Regions from separate parts of the Gossypium hirsutum genome. Here region 1 is linked to region 2. A link is a contact called in public Hi-C data. All regions are on one chromosome and are shown on one strand. The core of a region is the stretch at or near the end of the contact, and the rest is flanking DNA. Distances in the headings are between cores, read along the strand shown. Region 1 holds the start of LOC107914749 (probable xyloglucan galactosyltransferase GT14). Region 2 holds the start of LOC107914753.

The links. A called contact is a pair of places that touch in the nucleus more often than the background predicts.
Region 1: a contact with region 2 is called in a Hi-C map of leaf, with 2.8 times the contacts expected there. The contact joins the promoter of LOC107914749 here to the promoter of LOC107914753 in region 2. A contact is called at or near these places in 18 of 34 Hi-C or Micro-C datasets (anther, callus, hypocotyl and 3 more).

The regions. Positions count from the first base shown.
Region 1 is chrD10:26,422,845-26,426,919 of Gossypium_hirsutum_v2.1, forward strand. LOC107914749 (probable xyloglucan galactosyltransferase GT14) reads left to right here and starts at 2,191. Exons shown (of 1, transcript XM_016843766.2): 1 at 2,191-4,075. The coding sequence starts at 2,458. The coding sequence ends at 4,011.
Region 2 is chrD10:26,166,749-26,170,442 of Gossypium_hirsutum_v2.1, forward strand. LOC107914753 reads right to left here and starts at 2,095. Exons shown (of 3, transcript XM_016843776.2): 1 at 1,341-2,095; 2 at 1,003-1,152; 3 at 362-847. The coding sequence starts at 1,985. The coding sequence ends at 551. It overlaps LOC107914755 (a long non-coding RNA gene), which reads left to right. Exons shown (of 2, transcript XR_001689000.2): 2 at 1-93.

The DNA of each region.
Region 1 (4,075 bases), core at 941-3,440, 260 kb after region 2:
GCATTCAGCATTCCTTCCCCCACGGTTGCTTGACACAAGGCCAACTTTCCCTCGAGCTCTTCTATTCTTGTGTTTAGAGCCATTGTCGTGGTCATTGTTTCCTCATTCAAAGCCATCACTATAGCCTCGAGAGCATCGTTCCTCTCCATCAGCTTATCTCTGTGTGAATTAAACAACTCGTTTACCTTATCCATGGTGGAATCAAGAGACATCTTTACATAATCTCTAAACTACTCCTTCTAGTTGTCTATATGATTCTTGACCCCATCAAGTGACTCATTTACGTCCTCCATGGATCCCTCGAGTTTACCCACATGTTTCTCTACTTTCGACAGCATCTCCCTCAAAAGGACTGATCTTTTGGCCCATATTTGTTCGAACTCTTCTTTCGACATCCCAACGGTGCCTTCGAACCAATAGCTCGGATACCAGTGGTCATGGGGCTAGATCTTTCGTCTCGCGATCCGTGTGACCTTAGGCGATCTGTTCGTCCAAACTCACCTAAGTCAGCTTTTACTCAAGTCAGACTTCTTTTAGAAGTCCTTCAAGGCACTAATTTGTATAGCGGAAGCGATTTATGCCAAAAGAAGCAACAAAGAACAACAGAAAGAACGCACACAAGGTGTTTGAGTAATTGCTCTCAATATTCTCTTATTCACAAAGAATAATGAAACAATGAATGGAGTAAGTACAAATGGGGGGCTCTCTATTTATAGTTGAGCTCCCCAAAAACTGACGGTCAAGATACATTTACATCGACAGATGAGAATAACTATATCTTTTAATTTTAGGGATTTACAAGATATGTCATATCAAATGTAATTAATCTTTACAAGATATGATTCTATCAATCTTTTAAGATTAGTTACCAAAATAACCTAAGTTGCCAAATCTTTATTATCGGGCCAACCAAGCTTCAATCTGACAGGCTTCTCCAACAGCTTACCGAATTGGGCCAGTTCTTGCTGGCCAAATGATCCCCATCTACACAATAGGCCTCCATTAGATGCATTTGGTGCGATGGTCATGGGCTTTGAACTGCGACCCATGACACTAACATGGTCTTAACATAATCTAAGCTTATACCACTAAGTATATCATGATTTCAAGTTCCAAATTCACTGACACTCAACAATGGTAGCTAGAATATAACTTAATAATAGGAAAAACTAACACTTGGGTTAGTTAAATTAAGCTTGGATGACTATGAATCCATAAAAAATTCAACAAAAATAACATGTTTACCTTGTGAATTTTGAACTGAAAATGAAGAAGAAACAAAAATTATTCTATTTCTTTGGAAAAGAAGAAAAATAAAATAAACTAAGCCCTTTTCTTATTTTATCTCTCCCACTTTTCAATCTCATATTCAACTTGTGGACTTTTTAGTTTAACTTTTCGGACAAATCGACTTAACAAATTCAATTTTAAAATTGACATGTCCAACAACAACGAAAATTGGGTTGTTGCAAATGGGACTCACCTCAAGTCTTCATTGACCTATAAATGCCACCTCTTCGAAAATCAAGAGAGAAGAGCATGCACATAACCTATACTCAAATGCAACCTCAACATCTTTTACAATGTGAACCACCCCACCTTTAGAACTAGGTTGAAAAGAAAATCGCTAATCAAAATATAAAGGTTAAAATGTGATATAATCCTTATACTTTTCGAAAATTAGAAATTTAGTCATTGTACTTGTATTTCTAGAAATTTAGTCCCTCTACTTTTCATATTTCAAAATTTAGATCCAACTATTAACATTGTTAGTTTTTTTTTTGTTAAATTGGTTGTTGTGACATTTTGAAATAAAAAAAAACTACTCACTTGGTAGCCATGTAATTAAAAAAATTATTTTAATTAACCTGAATTTAACAAAAAAATTAACAGTATTAACAATTCAACCTAAATTTTGAAATATGAAAAGTATAGAGACTAAATTCCTGAAAATAGAAGTATAAGGACTAAATTACTAATTTTTAAAAAGTGCAGGGACTAAAGTCATGTTTTAACCAAATATAAATGCATGAAAAAATCATTCAAGGGTTTAACCGTCTAATTCATTATCATTGCAATACCCTTTGAAGATACGGTGAGAGAAAACAAAAGAGTGGTGGCCCACCCGACAAAGTAACGGACCGGGCGGTCGCGCCACCAGTCCATACTTTTGGGCACGAATCCAGACGTGGAAGCTCCCTTTGTCCAACGACCAATGCGAGCATTTAATGTCAATGGGTTCCCTTTCAGTTTCACCATAAATCAAGCATCTCCCCCCTCCCTCAAGCCCCAGATCAAGGAAACAAGCTCTTCACTAAACAATCCACTGCTTCTCACTTGCTTTCTTTTCTTTTCTTTTTACTGGACTTCTCAAAGCATTCCCCAATTTCCTCCCTGTTTCCAGCTCTAGTTTCCAAGCAGTTTCAGAGGAAAGAAAGTAAAGCCTGTTTACCGAAGATGGAAAACCCCATCACTTCAAAATGCTGCAACCATCAGCCCTGGTTTGTCTTACTTGTCTTTTTCGTTTTCTGTATTGAGCTATTTTCCTTTGATTACTCTGGTTTTACTGCTAAAAAATCTGCCCTCGTCACTGTTTTGGATGATAATCATGGAAACGTAATCAATACCCAAAGTTCTTTACCTCATGATTTCACTGAAATTACCAATGCTAGCGTCTATCCATTGCCCAAAACTGATGAAAAGGGAGATTTGAAAGTGGGAACTGAGATCGATTCTTGTGTGGGGAGATATATATTTGTTCATGATCTTCCCAGTAGATTTAATGAGGATTTGGTTAACAATTGTCGATTGCTCACTAGGGGAACTGATAAAAACATGTGTCCATACTTGGACAACTTGGGTTTTGGTCCTGAAATTGAGAACCCTGAAGATGTTTTGATAAACAATAGCTGGTTTTTAACGAATCAGTTCTTGTTGGAAGTCATCTTTCACAATAAGATGAAAAGGTATGAATGTTTAACCAATGACTCGTCGATTGCATCGGCTATTTACGTACCCTTTTATGCTGGTCTTGATATGAGCTTGTATCTATGGGGTTTCAACACTACTGTGAGAGATTCTGCATCTCTTGGCCTTGTTAAGTGGCTATCAGAGAAGCCTGAATGGAAAAGAATGTGGGGTAGGGATCATTTCTTAGTTGCTGGGAGGATTGCTTGGGATTTCCGAAGACAAAGCGATAACGAAACCGATTGGGGCAGCAAGCTTCGGTTCTTGCCTGAATCCAAGAACATGTCGATGTTGTCTATCGAATCGAGCTCCTGGAACAATGATTATGCAATTCCATATCCAACATGTTTCCATCCTTCAAAGGACAGTGAGATTTTCCGGTGGCAGGATCGAATAAGAAGGCAAAACCGGCAGTATCTTTTCTCCTTTGCTGGTGCCCCTAGGCCTGAATATCAGAACTCGATCCGGGGCAAGATTATTGATCAATGCTTAGCTTCAAAGAGCCAGTGCAAGCTGCTGGATTGTAATTATGGTACTACAAACTGTGATAATCCGGTTAATGTGATGAAGGTGTTTCAGAGCTCAATCTTTTGCTTGCAGCCCCCAGGGGATTCTTACACAAGGAGATCGATTTTCGACTCTATTTTAGCAGGGTGCATTCCGGTGTTTTTCCATCCAGGTACAGCATATGCTCAATACATATGGCATTTACCAAAGAATTATACTGCATACTCGGTGTATCTACCAGTAAAGGATTTGAGTGAGTGGAAAATCAACCTCAATGAAACATTGCTTCGGATGCCAGAAGACAGAATATTGAGGTTGAGGGAGGAGGTTATAAAGCTCATTCCGAGAGTGGTTTACGCAAGTTCGAGATCTCGATCGGAGACTCTTGAGGATGCATTTGATTTAGCAGTTAAGGGAATCCTTGATAGAATAGAGAGTGTTAGGGTTATGATTAGAGAAGGGAAGGATCCTAGTATTGGATTTGCAGATGGGGATGATTATAAGTATACATTTTCTACTTATGGTAATGGTAATTGAATTTACTACACTAGAAATTCATTCGTAATGGTTTTTTTTTTAGGACAGAAGAAAGCCTAATTTT
Region 2 (3,694 bases), core at 845-3,344:
ACCTTTTTCTTTGTTCATTTGAACTAAAAGGGTTGTTTATTATGTAAAAGATACAGCTAAACATTAGTAGTAAAAAACTTGTTTTTGTCCTGAGCAGTAGTAGCCATTTGAAAATGAGCTTTCTTGTGGGGTATGGGGAAAAGATACCCACAATATATGTGCATGACAGAGACCAGCTGGTGCAACAACCGGTTGTGCTGGTGGCCTCATTTAGCTGTTGGAGGCCTTGTGGGTGGGCCTTTTCATGTGTTTCATGGTTTAGGGGGATATAGGAATAATATAATGCAATGTAACTACATTTTTTTTTTTGAATTTTGGAGATGAGACTTTTTTCTTCATTATTGGACATTGAAATAAAAATTCTGGCCAATACTGATGATGATTGTATTTTCTAGCATCTTAATGAACCATCAATCACACAATGATTCAAGTATCTAGTCATAAACAGAACCAAATTCACGTAAAGAAATTTGGAGGAAAAATTAAACTAATAAAAAGCTGCTCATAAGGAATGAGAAGTGGATAACTGAAATCCAGAATTAGCCCTCTTTCAAGTTGGGATCATAAGTTGATCTTCATTTCTCGAAAATTCAATGAATTGGATATCAAAAACAAAGAAGAGCAAAAATTCTTCACTCATCTTTTTCACCATTTTTGTCAACCTATCTTTCAACAGCTCCAGCAGTGTTGCTGAAATTAATCTGGGGTTGTCCAATATCCAGCTCCTTCGATACTCAAAGATCCATGTGTTGGGATCCATTTGTATTACGGAGGCACCCCATTTGCTTTGTACCCATGATGCATTTGCCTTTCTTGTTGTAATAAATCCATTCCTTCCATAGGACCACTGCAAAATTTTTTAAAAAAAAAAGAAGAAAATTTATGATAACATCAGCACTAGCAAATCCAAAACAGGCAGCAGCAATGACAATCAAATTGATCCTAAGGGTCCTTTTTATATTAATCAAAAAGAAAAACAAGGATAAGTAGATTGTCATTTACTTCAGTTACTCTGCCAGATAAGATAGTAAATGATTTGGAAGAAAACCCAGTAGTAAGCAATCCAGCAGTTTGCAAAGGCCACCCCCAAATCTTGACCTCTTCCATTGCCGATTTATACAACAAACAACGCGAATTTAGAAGCAAACTACCCTGCAATTATTACTCCAAAAGTTATCACGGTTTTTCAATCTTCATTAAAATATTTGTGTTGGACAGAGATAAAAATGGTAACAAGTAATTACACCCTCAAATATGTAGAAGATGCCCTCGAGTAACAGTAATAGGCCATAGGTTTTAAGCACAGAACTTGGGGAGAATTAAAAGAAAAAAGTTTGAACCTGATCAATTTCCCATACGGAATCCGTATTGCTGCAATTAGAAACCTTGAGATTATGAAATCCTTTCAACTCATTTTGCAAGAACCTCAATTTTCCATTCAAATCTTGCATAATTGAAGCCCTTTCACCAATGCTTCTCGCAACATCGCTTGTCAAAACAGGCTTCAAAAACCCACCTACACCCCAAGAAAACCCAACCTCCATTACGAAAACCAAATTCAAACCCATTAATAACTTCCAAAATACACTTTGGAAACCACCTTTTTTCCCCTCCTCTTTCTTCTTCTTTTTCTCCTTGTTTTCTCTCAAGTTTAATCTGGCAGTTGATTTAAGAGCCGGAGATTCCACCAAGCAACAAGAACTCGATGTGGATGTAATGGAAGGATCGAAAGAGATGGGAGAGTGGTTTGCGTATTTAGGCTTGGAAGCAGAGAGTTTAGTGAATGAACTCTTCTGAACGCTGAGGGGCATGAGATCGAGAGTGGCATTGATGCTGGCCAAACAGATTTCGCACTTGCAATTGGCGTCTTTTCTGCAACCAGGGAAGTAGCAGCTGTCTCGGGTTTCGGTACGGACATCATCTTCCATGGTAATGGTGGTCGATTTCATTGAAGAAGATGACGAACTCAGCTGGTGGTGTTTCATTGCTTCTTTTTGTCTCTTTAGGTAATTTCTCTTTGAAAATTGTGGTTAATAGTGTTAAATGAGATCTAACGGACATATTTTTATTGATAGGGTTTTTGAAATTTGAACCTTTAACGGTTATATCATGTGGGATATTTATTTATATATATGTTTTTTCATGAGTGATAATTTAATTTTTTTAGTAAATAAACTAGGGAAAGGGTTAATGCATTATTTACACATCCAATTATCACTTTGATACCTAAATATTCTTTTTTATATCAATTTGATGCTTGAAGTTTTCAAATTTTATACCCGATATCTTAAAGGCCGATTTTTATTATTTCTATTGCAAAAAAAAAGATAAACTACACTATTAATCACTTAACTAAAAAAGTTACAATTTGGTAACGAACGGTTTCGATTTTTTTTTCCATCACTTGACTATTAAGTGACATTTTTTTAGTTGGTATAATAACAATTTTAGTCCTTAGCTTTTGTATTTTCTGTCGATTTGATTCTAATTCTATATAAAAATTATTTTAAAAAGTCAAAATCATTTTAAAAATAGAAAATCATATAAAAAATTCTATAAAAATAAATTCTCTGATATGTTTTTGTTGAAGAACTAATATGTATGGGAAACAAAGAAAATTATCATTCAATAGAATCCAATGACAAATTAAAAATAATACAAAACAAAACAAAAGATAGATCATTACATGCTTATTTAGTGTTCCTCGAAATCAAATTAGTAACATTTTCAAGTTGAGTTCTATGCCCTTGAAGAACATCCTGAATTGATATTACAGAAGCTTGTAAAATCGACTTAGTGCCATTTTTTAAGAAAAAAATTACAAAATATACCACATAATTTCTTTTTTAACTCAATTCAAATTTCCAATTCATTCAAAACCCAAATTGTAAAAACAAATTATATTCTTTTTTTTTCTTATAATGAAAAAAAGCTATGTAAGAGACAAAAGAAGTAAAAATTGGAGAGCCAATAATATTGCTTATCGGAGACAGATGCACGATGTCATAATGAGGAGATATATATGACGTTATGACAACACGATGAGCAAGGGACGATGTCATGACGAGAGTTGTTGAGATGAGGCGACAATCTCTTAAGGCAAGAGCAGGGCGACACCATGACGAGGAGAGTCATGATGTTGCGTCAATATCTTACCTAAAGTAGTCGCATTTTATACTCCAAGTAGGACTTCTTCTCTCAATTAGACTCTAATTATTTCAGGGTTATTTTAGTATGATTAACCCTCTAATCTTAGTCTATTCAAAGGGCCTTCGTAACCTGGGTTCAAACATGCCAATCAGTAAAGATTTTTCTTTAAGGGCGACAAGATGTAACCGCATATGAGCTTCGGTGACAGTTTCGTGGTAATTATGGAGAGAATTCTATTCCCAAGTTAATGTTTTTTATTTGGGGTTTGGGTTTGTACGTTTAGTACATTTAGGTTTATTTTCTCCATATTGTACTCTCATTTGTTTATTCATTTAGTGAAAACCCGAAGCCTCTTTTTGTCCGTGGTTTTTATCCTCTCCGGAGGAGTTTTCCACTTAAATTATCTCTATGCCCAATTTCCTTTTCTCTTTTTCGTTACTGTTTGTTGTTTATACGAGTCGATACCCAACACTCAATATTTTTATTTTTTTCTATATTAATTTTTAAGATTGGGTATTGGATATTTCTATACATATAATACAAA